Regions from separate parts of the Strix aluco genome. Here region 1 is linked to region 2. The links are chromatin contacts, called in public Hi-C maps. All regions are on one chromosome and are shown on one strand. Each heading gives the region's core, a stretch centred on a gene start, on an enhancer-like site or on the middle of the called end of the contact. The rest is flanking DNA. Distances are from core to core; before and after follow the strand shown. Region 1 holds the start of BOD1 (biorientation of chromosomes in cell division 1). Region 2 holds the start of C13H5orf47 (chromosome 13 C5orf47 homolog).

What was found. Hi-C and Micro-C count contacts between places; a contact is called where the count stands out from the background.
Region 1: a contact with region 2 is called in a Hi-C map of heart, with 18 times the contacts expected there. The contact joins the promoter of BOD1 here to the promoter of C13H5orf47 in region 2. A contact is called at or near these places in 2 of 2 Hi-C or Micro-C datasets (brain and heart).

What each region holds. Positions count from the first base shown.
Region 1 is chr13:11,275,130-11,280,369 of bStrAlu1.hap1, forward strand. It overlaps BOD1 (biorientation of chromosomes in cell division 1), which reads left to right and starts at 3,709. Exons shown (of 4, transcript XM_074838188.1): 1 at 3,709-4,008. The coding sequence starts at 3,778.
Region 2 is chr13:11,121,310-11,126,835 of bStrAlu1.hap1, forward strand. C13H5orf47 (chromosome 13 C5orf47 homolog) reads right to left here and starts at 3,921. Exons shown (of 5, transcript XM_074838359.1): 1 at 3,633-3,921; 2 at 1,920-2,008; 3 at 352-454. The coding sequence starts at 3,921.

The sequences.
Region 1 (5,240 bases), core at 2,459-4,958, 150 kb after region 2:
CCTGTTCCCGAGCACTGGAGATGGGCAGATTATACCAGGCCTGTTATCAGGCAAAAGCATGAAAAGGTAGAAAGCTGGTCTCCGCTGCCAAGGAAGAGAACAAACTCATATCTCCACAGAGGGATAATACAGAATAAAGGATACACCCCTCAGCGGTAATTGCATTTCTGCAGACTTAATGAAAATCAGAAGCTGGGTGGACAGGGACCCACATGAGTGTCATCACTGAGGAAAATGCAGGCAGGACTCCACTGCTGTGTATTCTGCAGAGTGAGCACCAGACTGCCAGCTACACCATCCCGTGCGCGACAGAAGGATCACACTGCACAACAATGCAGTTTTTAGTGATAGCTTTGAGGAGCAGGGAGGACTTGAGCACCCATGAAACCTGACTTCATTCACAACACTTTAATGGAACAACTTGGTTTTGTCAGCCAATACAATGTCTGTGAACTCTTTGTAGGCAGCTGTAGCAGAGGGTAACTTTTCCCCTGTCATATCAGAATTTCCAGGGAAAGAGGTGCTGGTTTACAGCTCTTGTGATAGTGACAACAGGAGGGGGAGTGGAGAATCGGGGCTGAGAAAAGAGGAAACCTGAAAGGCAGAGGTGGCAAACACAGGCAAAAGTACTGAGCTCTGGCTCTGATCATCTGCGGTAGAAAACTGTGACTCTGGAAGGATGGTCACTTGCAAATTGAAATTACAGTTAAGTATCCTCATCTCCATGGTCAATCATGGGAATGGGTTTCAGGGGAATAATGACATAGGGAAAAAAAACCCTGTTGCTTGGATTGTCATTTTGATCCAAATAAATTTCTAAGAATTTTTTTTCTAATTATTTCTCCTGAAATAAACTTTCTCTCTAAGGTTTACAAGTTTGCTTCCCCCACAGCCTATTTATCACAATTTATCCCATTGTGAGAATTGCATCTTCAAAAGCAGCAGCAAACAGGTAAGGGTTCTCCCTGATTCTCCTACTGACCTGAACTGTGCAAACTGCCTAAAGCTTTCCTTGAGGGCATGGATATAGGGAGAGTTCACAAATCTCATAGATTTTGTACTATGATGCAAGGAGAGGTCCACAGTTCTCCTCCCTGGGGGATGGGCTCCTTTATCTATCCCACCACAATTTAATATGCTTGCCTGTGTGCTATGATGCTGGAGCAAAAATATCCAGACAGATTAGATTAAATACTATGTTTTTCTCGTGCCCCAGCTACAGATCTCAAAACTGTGAAATAGTGCTTGACCTAGGTCACACAGTCAGCCAACTTGTAAGCAGAACCCAGGAATCCTAGTTATCCCTGCTAACTACCAGCTTTACCCCTTCCCCCACTCCCTGAAACACCAATTGCATGTCCCTTTGTGCTATCCTGAGAAACAGATCACCGCATCCACCTACAGATAAAGGAAGAGGCCTAACACAGGGACTGTGAGCAGTGCTTTGCTAGTAATGTCAGCATCAGCACTGCTCTCCCATCTCAGCACCATCAAGGCAGTTCCAGAGAAGCTGCCATGGCTGGGGATGGTGACAGAATTTAACTGAAGCAAGAAGCTGCTCTGGGTGCTGCAGCTGGGAGGCATCCTGTGTACGAGAGGTTTGCAGTAAGGCTTTATGTCTCCTGCATCATGGATGCTCTGTGTCTCTTTGAGTAATTTGTTAATTGGGAGGAATTTGCACTTGTGGCAGTCCCCAGTAAATCCTGGGTGGGATTCTCCTAAACGCAATGTACTGTTGAGAGGCTGATTTTGCCTTTGAGGTTGCTCGCTCCCAGCCCCACAGAGGGAAGGAGCCCTTCCCAGGACAGCGGGAAACTCGTGCGAAAAATAACTACCTTCTCTTTAGCTCTCTTTCTGCTGCTGCGATTTAGGCGGGCAGAGAGAGACCATCCTTCTGGCTTCTGCTGCTTGTTCCCACATGACTCAGAGGGACGAATTAGTCCCTGCCTCGCCGGCCACCGCCTGCCCTCTGCCGGGGCCGCCGCTCCGCTTCCCTGACCGTCGGGAAACCCGGACCGGGCTGCCGGGACCGGGCCCTGCCAGCAGCCACTTGCTTGGATCGTCCCGTCAGACCTCCCCGGGGTCCCCTGCCCGCAGGAGGAGTCAAGGCCGTGTCCCCTAAGAAGTACAGAACGAGGAGATGCAGGCTCATGCAAGATTTTTGTCTCAGAAAAAATGTTTACGTGCTGGTTGCAGAAGTCTCCAGCATGTGCTGTCGATGCTGCTGTATGTACTGCCCCAGCACAGGGCTTGAACGAACAGTAACACACCCCAGTGGATCGCAGTGGGGCAGGGCGTTATGTCAGTTAGATTAATGCATTCCTACCCGGGGTTATCTTCACGTGAAAGGGCAGTGCCTGCACTAGCACGATGCCAGCAAACTCTGTGCTGGCGTGAGCTGGTCACAAGTGGTGGGGAGAAAGGGCTGCTGGCAGCTGTCAGGCAGGAATGTGATTCCACGGATACTTCCGAGTGCCTGGATGAGTCGTGGGAGGTTTACACCAGACTTCGAGTCAGCCAACACGGACTAGTGACAGTGACGAGGCGTCCAGCCAGAGGGACAGCTTTTCCATTCCAGCAGGAGAGCACCCATGTGTCTCCACAGAACACAACAGTTGCATGAGACACTTTTGTCAGTGTAAAGCTCAGGCTCTATACACGCTACCATTTTTCCCTCTTCTCTCCTCAAAGCTGCCAGATGGAAAGGGATAGCTTACGCCGCTTCCAAGCTGCTGAATTTTAATCAGGTAGAGGAAGACAATGCGTTGCACACAAAACATGGCCATCTTTTTGCTCGTTCAGTAGAATTCAAAGTGAAAGGTGAGGATGTACTTAGGCAGTGCATCTTTGTGGAGGACTGGATTATTACATTTATGCACAGCTTGTCCTCCTGCAGTTAAGGTGGGAATATCCTAATGAGTCCAAATCTTCTTCACAATGTGACTAGGAAAGAAAAAAACACTAACACATAGAATGTGTACCCTGTAGGTTAACAGAGGCCCCCTTGATCCTTCACACAGCAGGGACCAATATCGAGTTAAGCCTTTGGCACTGCCCACCCTTTACTAGCGGTGTAACAAATGAAATACAGGTCCCAGTGGAAATCCAGGATGATCCCACGCAAATTGATTTTTTTTCTGAATTTACATCAGTGCTGTCGTCACTACACCATTGAAAAACACTCTTAAGTCACAACCTGGCAGATATCCTCAGGGCAGTCCGAGAGGACAGGGATCCCAGACCGCCAAGCAGCACACCCAGAGGGGCCCGCGAGATGCTGAGGTAAACCCGGGGCCCTCTGCCCCAATCACTGCACCTGGGGAGCGGAGGCCTGACCGACTCTGCTCCGGGCAGACCCAGGGAGCAGAGCACTGCGTGCTCAGCGTCCTGTGACCGACCTGGTGAGCTTATAATAGCACCACAACCACACTGCTCGCCGGGGCAGCCGCGGCCCCAGACAGGCCGCTGGGCGGGGGAAGGCCGACACGCCTCCCCCCTCGAACTACAATTCCCAAGATGCATCGCAAACGCAAGGAGCCCGCCCCTCCGATGCCTTGCTGCGATGCCGTCGCGATGCACCCTGGGATTTGTAGTTCACCGAGCCGCCCGGCGGCCCGACGGCTATAACCACTCCTCCTGTGGAGGACTCCCGTTCCCGTGATGCAGCGCGCCACGGTTACGCAGAATACGGCGCGCCGCCGGCGACGGTCGCGGTGCAGGGGGCCGCGGGCGAGCGGGGCGCAGCCGCTGGCGGGCCCCGGGCGCAGGCCGTGGGCCATGTCCGATAGTGGCGGCGCCGGCGGGGCCGCCCCGGGCGGGGGAGGCGGCGGAGCAGGCGGCGGAGGGGGCTCGGGTGGCGCGGCCTCCGGCTCGGGGCCCGGCGCCACCGACCCGGCCTCGCTGCCGCCCGGCGACGCGCAGCTCATCGCCATCATCGTGGAGCAGCTCAAGAGCCGCGGCCTGTTCGACGGCTTCCGGCGGGACTGCCTGGCCGACGTGGACACCAAGGTAGCGCCGCTGAACCGGGCGGGCCAGGTCCCGGGCAGCCCCCGGGGATCGCCGGCGGGGCGGCCGGTGTCTCATCCCCAGGCCGGAGCTGCGGGCACCGTCCCTGGAACCCGGCTACCGCTGCCCGAAAGGGCACCCGCATCCCCTCCCTTCCCTTCTCCCCGCGGTGTCCCGCACTCGGCACTGGGGGGAGGCCGGCCACGACGGCGTGCAGCAGGTGCAGAGCTGCTCTCTCGATCGGGGGGGTTTCATGCCCCCGCTGCGACCGGCAGCTGCTCTGGAGGTGATCCTGGCTTGAAGCGATAGCGACATCCCAGAGGAGAAACGGGCCACAGAACAGGCTCAGACTTTCCTTTTCTAGCCTAGTCCTTATTGGGAAAACTGTCTCCCATAAGAACGCTGCTCCTCTTGAGCATAATTCCCACATTTCCAAAACAAACATTTGGCCTTTCTTTCTTGAGTAAACGTTCTAAGACTATTGTTTGCAACTAATTTCTTCCTCAGCCACAACATGAGCTCCTGAGCAGTAAAGTTGGGTTGTGCCCAACTGCCCTGTCAAAATTAAACACTGGTGTTTTGCTTTCCCAAACTTTTATGCTTTCAGCAAGAGTCCTGTTTGGGACCTGCAGTCGTCATTTTAGGCCCCCCCTGCAGGTATCGCAAAACCAATTCCCGAAGCTGTCAGGTCATCCGCACAGAGCAGCCATAGCTCAGGGCAGATTTGTCAGGATTAGATATATACGCTTCCCAGGACAGAGACTGCACCTCTGTTACCAACCCTTTCATTCATCATCCCATATACATATCAAATTCCAAAATGTAAGTGTTGCCACCCTCTTCTCCTTTCCTTGCACAGTACCAGGATCTCGATGGTCCTATGTATTTATATGGGTTTCTTAGTTCAATTCCTGTTAACTAGGAATAAGTTTCCACTGATAAAACCTGCATAATTCTTACCTTCTGGGTTAGTGTCACAGAAGCAAATAATTAAGTTCTTTGTCAGTCACAATATTACTCAGCTGGTTTCCTAGGAATTCTGTGATCAAGGGTTTCCAGACAACAAGAACGCTACTTAAACAACTCCTGTCTGCACAAGGCAGTTTGCATTTCACTAAGTAATACTATGAAATGACAACAATTTTAAAACCAAGGTATCCAGCTATTTGAATTATTATAATAGAACACTGACTGACTGTTCTTTACAATTACCAGTTGTGTTCTTAGGTAAAACA
Region 2 (5,526 bases), core at 2,671-5,170:
ACAAGTACTGCCTTAGACCAATCTGTGAATAATAGTTTAATTACGTATTTCATGTGTTCGGAAAAACTTGCAGATATTTTATGTTCATGTCTTTAATGTTAGCAGCAAACGCTTCTGCCTTCTTTCCTCCAAATGAATACACATAAGACCCTCAGTGAAACACAAGGGTTTTACAGATATGGCTAGAAGTGTCTAAAGTATGCAGTGAATTCCATAATTTGTGAGTTATAAAACCTACTACCCAAAACAAACAGCTGAATGGACCTTAAACCTAGGGATCTTAAGTCAAAGCACTTACATTAATAATTTGTTTTCTCTAGTAAAATAAAACCTTATCAGTTCATTGCCTACCTTCTCCATTAAACTGACTGCAAGTCAAGAGTCGACTTCTGAACTTTTCATTTTCTTCAAGCATCTTTGAAATTACTTTGCGGACCTTAAGCCAGGCTTTGGACTGAAAGGTAAGATTGAACTTTCTCAGTGAAGCATATAAAAAGTTTGCATTAAAACATCTATAGGGCAGAACTTTGAATTCTCCAGCATGACTATGGAGTCCAGTTGTTTTTTTGCTGAGGATCAGGAAGGGGGAGGTCTGGAGGAGGGATATATATGTGGGATATACTGGAAGAATGACCTCTATTTAAAAGTCAAAAATCATAAATTACTTCATGATTTTCCACATGCGATATCCTCTTCCTTTCTTGCCTAGAACTCTTGTTTATGCAGGGCTTATGAAGTGCCCTTCTAGATAAGAAGATCTTATGAAAACGTGTGTAGAGCCATTAAACTCTCTTAAAGTAATCCAAAATGGGAGGATAAATAAGATTGTTTATTTTTCTAGGAGCAAGAACTTTCCATATAATTCCTCAACAGCAGCATAATTCAGACCCCACACTCAGATTCCAGAATAGCAACAACCTTGCCTATTTCATATCAAATACATATTAATCTGTTTTATAGATGTTGATGACCTTTATTTTAGAGGCATAAAGCTCCATTTATAGTGGGCACATTTCAAACTTGTGCATTTAAAATATTAAATTGGAACTGTTGACAAAGGCATTCAGGCAGAGAGGCAGCCTAACAAATACCAATGGCTGTTAATGTGCTAACGTTATGACTTTTGCTGGACCCCATCCGTGAAACTAGTTTAAATCTAAAGATAATCACTTTCTCATGGACGTTTATGGCTAAAACATAATACATATTCCTCATTCTTTTTGAAGACTATTTAATGTACTAGAAGAACGATATTATAGTATGATATTAGCTGTTCCTCTGAAGTCAGTAGTATTTTGCTAGTTTTAAATCAAGTATCTGTGACACTACTATAGTACAGTCTAGCTGATTACTTGTACTTCACACATTACGAAATCTCATAATGAGTTACTGTTTTAATAAATGTGCCTTTTAAAATTTCAAGCATTTGTTGAACTACTGAACAGGAACAGAAATAGGTCTGTGAAACAGAAAGTAATTTTGTATTGCTACTAGTATGGTGTTAATACCTCTGATTCTCGCTTTCACTTATTTGTAACCTGTGGGATTTCTTTGCTTAAAACATAAGAGGAAGAGGAGCTGCAGAGCTTTTTCCTGCTGGGTTTCACCCAGCAAGGTGTGCAGCACCCTGGCCCCAATCCAGCAAAGCATTTCAGTACAGGCTTTAAGTCAACAGCATGCTCTCATTTTTCAAGGTAAGCACACACTTAAGTGCTTTATTGAATGAAAGCCAGAATTTTAAAGCCCCCAGAGAGGGAAAATAATACCATTTTTCTTTTCTGTAAGTAAGGATTTCAGTAACAGACTACCAATTCAATCTTTTAATCTCCCCTCATGCTCTCACATAGACATACACAGAACAAGCAGGAAGCAATTTTCTCAAACGCAAAAGCAGCTAATTCAGCTCCCACATTTTATACCTTTTGCTTCTTTTGTTTAATTACTTTATCAACATTTCTTGAAGGGAAGGGAAAGTCAAAGATGTCAGCCTTAGCCTCTCGAAGGTCACCTAGGAAGAGAGTTTAGAAAGCATATCCTGAGTGTTTACAATATATTCCTGCCAAAGCTGTAGATCTTCCACGTGGAAACTTACTTCTGGTCCCAGCAGGTTACAGGATATCAGCCTTTACACTGTGCTATTGCCTTGCGATATAATTCTCCATTGTAACCATGGGCCAAGTGGGTGTCTCTCAAACTCCACAAAACAGATTTCAAAACTGTACAGCAACCAAAAATTAAGACAACAGGCTTCTGGGCCACACAAACTAGCTTTTAATTCTCTCTTTTTCCCCTTGCTATAGCAGCTACTAAAATTCTGCCAGAGCTCAAAGAGAAGGTGAGTAGATTGAGGCAAGAAACCAGACAAATCATCCCTGCTAGCACTAAAAAACAGAAACAAGAGGGGCAGGTTGATACTGTGGATTCAAGACAGATATCTGCAAGGAGGAAGGACTCGGGTGACTTCCCAGCAAGGTGAGGATGGCAGCTTTCCAAGGAGCTGCTGGACAGGCAGGGCATGGCATGAGCTGAGCAAAAGGGTGACCCATGTGGGGATGCTGAACATGGCCACAGCTGCAGGCTCATCCCTTGCTGCAGCAGGGCTTCAGGCAAACCAGCATCCTCCAGGTCACCACAGCCCCACCACCAGATACCCATGGCAGCCACATTGCAGGAGCAAGGCTTTGAGTTACCGATAGTCAGAGTCTGCCTCCGAGCCACAGGTTGGCATCACTTAGATAATAACCCATCAGAAGTGGTGCTTTTAATTACAGATTAATATAACATTTCACTTTGACATCTTTGGAAAAATGGCTTTTAGGAGGAGAAAAAAATGTAAGACAATGAAAACATCTCAAGAGCAACAAGTTAGTAAAATTCAGGACCACCCTATCTGTGTCACCCATCATTTCCAGCTCACACGCCAGAAGCCAGGTCATGTTCTCCATTTTCACTCCATTTCGTCCTGTGCAGCAGAGCTATGTTTCATAACAGATCACAACCAGTGGAAAACTCCCTAATCTTTTTTGTTTGCTTTTATAAAAAAAGGCACCCACACCCATGCCCATCCCAACTTTCTTTGGTTCCAGCCACAAAGAAAGAAAATTAAGAAACATCTTTGAGCTGTCACAGCAACAAGGGAGCCAGCAGCACAGCAGCTCTCTGGTTAGGCGGGAATCTCCTGAGGAGAGGAAGGAAGGACCCAGAAGTTTGGTGTGTAACAAGCAGCCCTGTTGGATGTAGCTTATTTTTGGCCTTATTGCTGTCACAGAAAAGGACAGGGAAGGCTGCACTGCAGGCAGTCACCTCACCTTACAGGTCGGAGACGCTGTAGCTCAAAAGTGTAAGAGTTTGGGGCAAAAATATTAAATTTTTCACTCATGTAAGTTTAACACCATGTTCCACCTCCTGCCTAAATACCCTGTCCAACTGTACTGGGCACATTAAAAAAAAAATTGTGCCACCTTCACCCCCGAGTGTGCAGAGTCTGATTGAGAGGGAGGAGCCCAGTGGCACAGTATCAACACACTGCGGGGAAATGGTTTCCCGCCAGAAGAGGGGAACATGGCGGTGGCTCAGCCCTGTGCTCTTCGGTGCCCAGGGGCACAGAGGTCCCCGCGCTCAGCAACACGTACCGCAACGGCAGTTGACAGGCTTCGCCACGCCATAGCTCCCTGCCACCTGTGCCCTGCCACTGGCAGCGGGCAGCCCAGGGCTGGCCTCGTCCCCTGGCACCGAGGCTGCCCTCTGCCTCCCGGTCTCCCCCATGGGGCTCGGCTGGGGAAGCAAGGGCCCAGCCCGGCCCGCCTCGGCCCATCGGCAGCCCCTGCTGTAGCGGATGATGGAGCCGCAGCGGTGGGAGCCAAAGCTGTTGACATAAACAAGCGTCACACAAAGCTTCCCCTGGCTGCGGCCAGGCTCCATCTGTGGTGGGGCAGGATGGCGGTGAGGCCCTGCTGAGGAGAGGCGGGGGCTGGATGGACGGGCGTCCTGGCTGCCACGCTGTGGGGTGAACAGCACCCGTGGCCTCTTCCTCTGGGCAGGCATAGCGTGGGGATACCTGCAGAGCAGCCCTCCGGCCCTGTCCTGTCTGCTCGCCATATTTCAGTGTCCCAGCTGGGTGGTGAAGAAGGGAGAAATAACTGTGAGCAGGAACACTGAGCTCAGCGCAGAATGGGAGCAGGCCTCTCCCGGTCTCTCTCTCTCAGTAGTAACCTGCTCCACAAGGTTGCTTTTGGCCAGCATTAGTTAGGGTTTAGCACAAAGTATGCTGCCTGAAGTCATATACTGATATATTTCATGCAATATTGATAAAGTGATATAGGGGACTCCAGGATGAAGGCAGTGATGAATTGTTTGTCTCTGCTGTGATTGAAAGAGGAACAAGTGGGATCTTTTTGGTGTGGGAGCTTCCATAGTTCCTGCATTGATATAATGAATTTTCACATTGGTGTACTTGAAACAGGTTACCTGCTAGGGCATGGCTGGGTGGCTCCAGCCACCTGCTTAACAACATTTATGAAACAGTAATTTAAACAGCTGTTATCATTTTGTTCTTCAAGCAACAGCAGGCGTACATGCGCACTGTGCGATACTGAGGGGACACCCAGCGCAGGCAGGAGTCCCTCCCGTGAAGGTGCTCTACAGAGACGTGTCCCTCTGCAGCAGCGGGTTTACGAGATATGGCCAGTGACAAGTGGGATTTCTCAAACCACTTAAGAGCACAAGTCCCATTGATTTTTGCTTTGGCTCTTAAATACTGCTCCATATTATTTCCCAGAGTCTAACACACTTAACTGCTCAGAGGAGGGAAAGCATTACAGATTAGAAAGAATAAATTCTGTGAAAAGACCTTTCTCTAATTGTTTTAGCAGCACCAGCAATATGAACGACGCTGACAATTTGTCACCCTGGCCAATGGATCCGAAAAGACCACGAAGCTAATTGGAGTCTTTCCTCAGCCTTTGAGGAGGCTGAGAGTCCCTGCGGTCCCCAGGGCTGCTGTCACCTTGTCCCCACGCAGGGCAGGGTGCTGTGCAGAGGGACCCCACGAGGTGGCAGCCTTACCTACGGAACAAGCCTGTGTCCCTACCTCTGCGGCGACCTGACGTGAAGACGGGGAGCTCAGGACAGGATAAAAACCCAAAGAACTCTTCTGCGAAGTATCCCAGGATTTCCAGGTATTTTACACGCTGTCAGAAAATGGCATTTTGTGTATGCAGTTGAAAAAAAGGAAAACAATTTCCAGAGGCACAGCCTGACAGTTTGCCAGAGTAATTTGTTATTTCCCAATGATAAAAGGGCATCTACTGCAGGCTCCAAAGTGTACGGACTAAAAAGGAGGTCACAGATACAATACAACCACTGAGTCAGTAGCCTTGAGATCAACTGTAATCTCAAAATAACTCCCCAAACACCTGAGACTCCCTCCTCTGCAAAGATCTGAGCTAACAAATTGGCCTAGTGAGGTAGCAGCCAGAAGTTCAATCTGGGGGTATTTAGCCCAGAGAAAGGCAACCGAACAGCTTC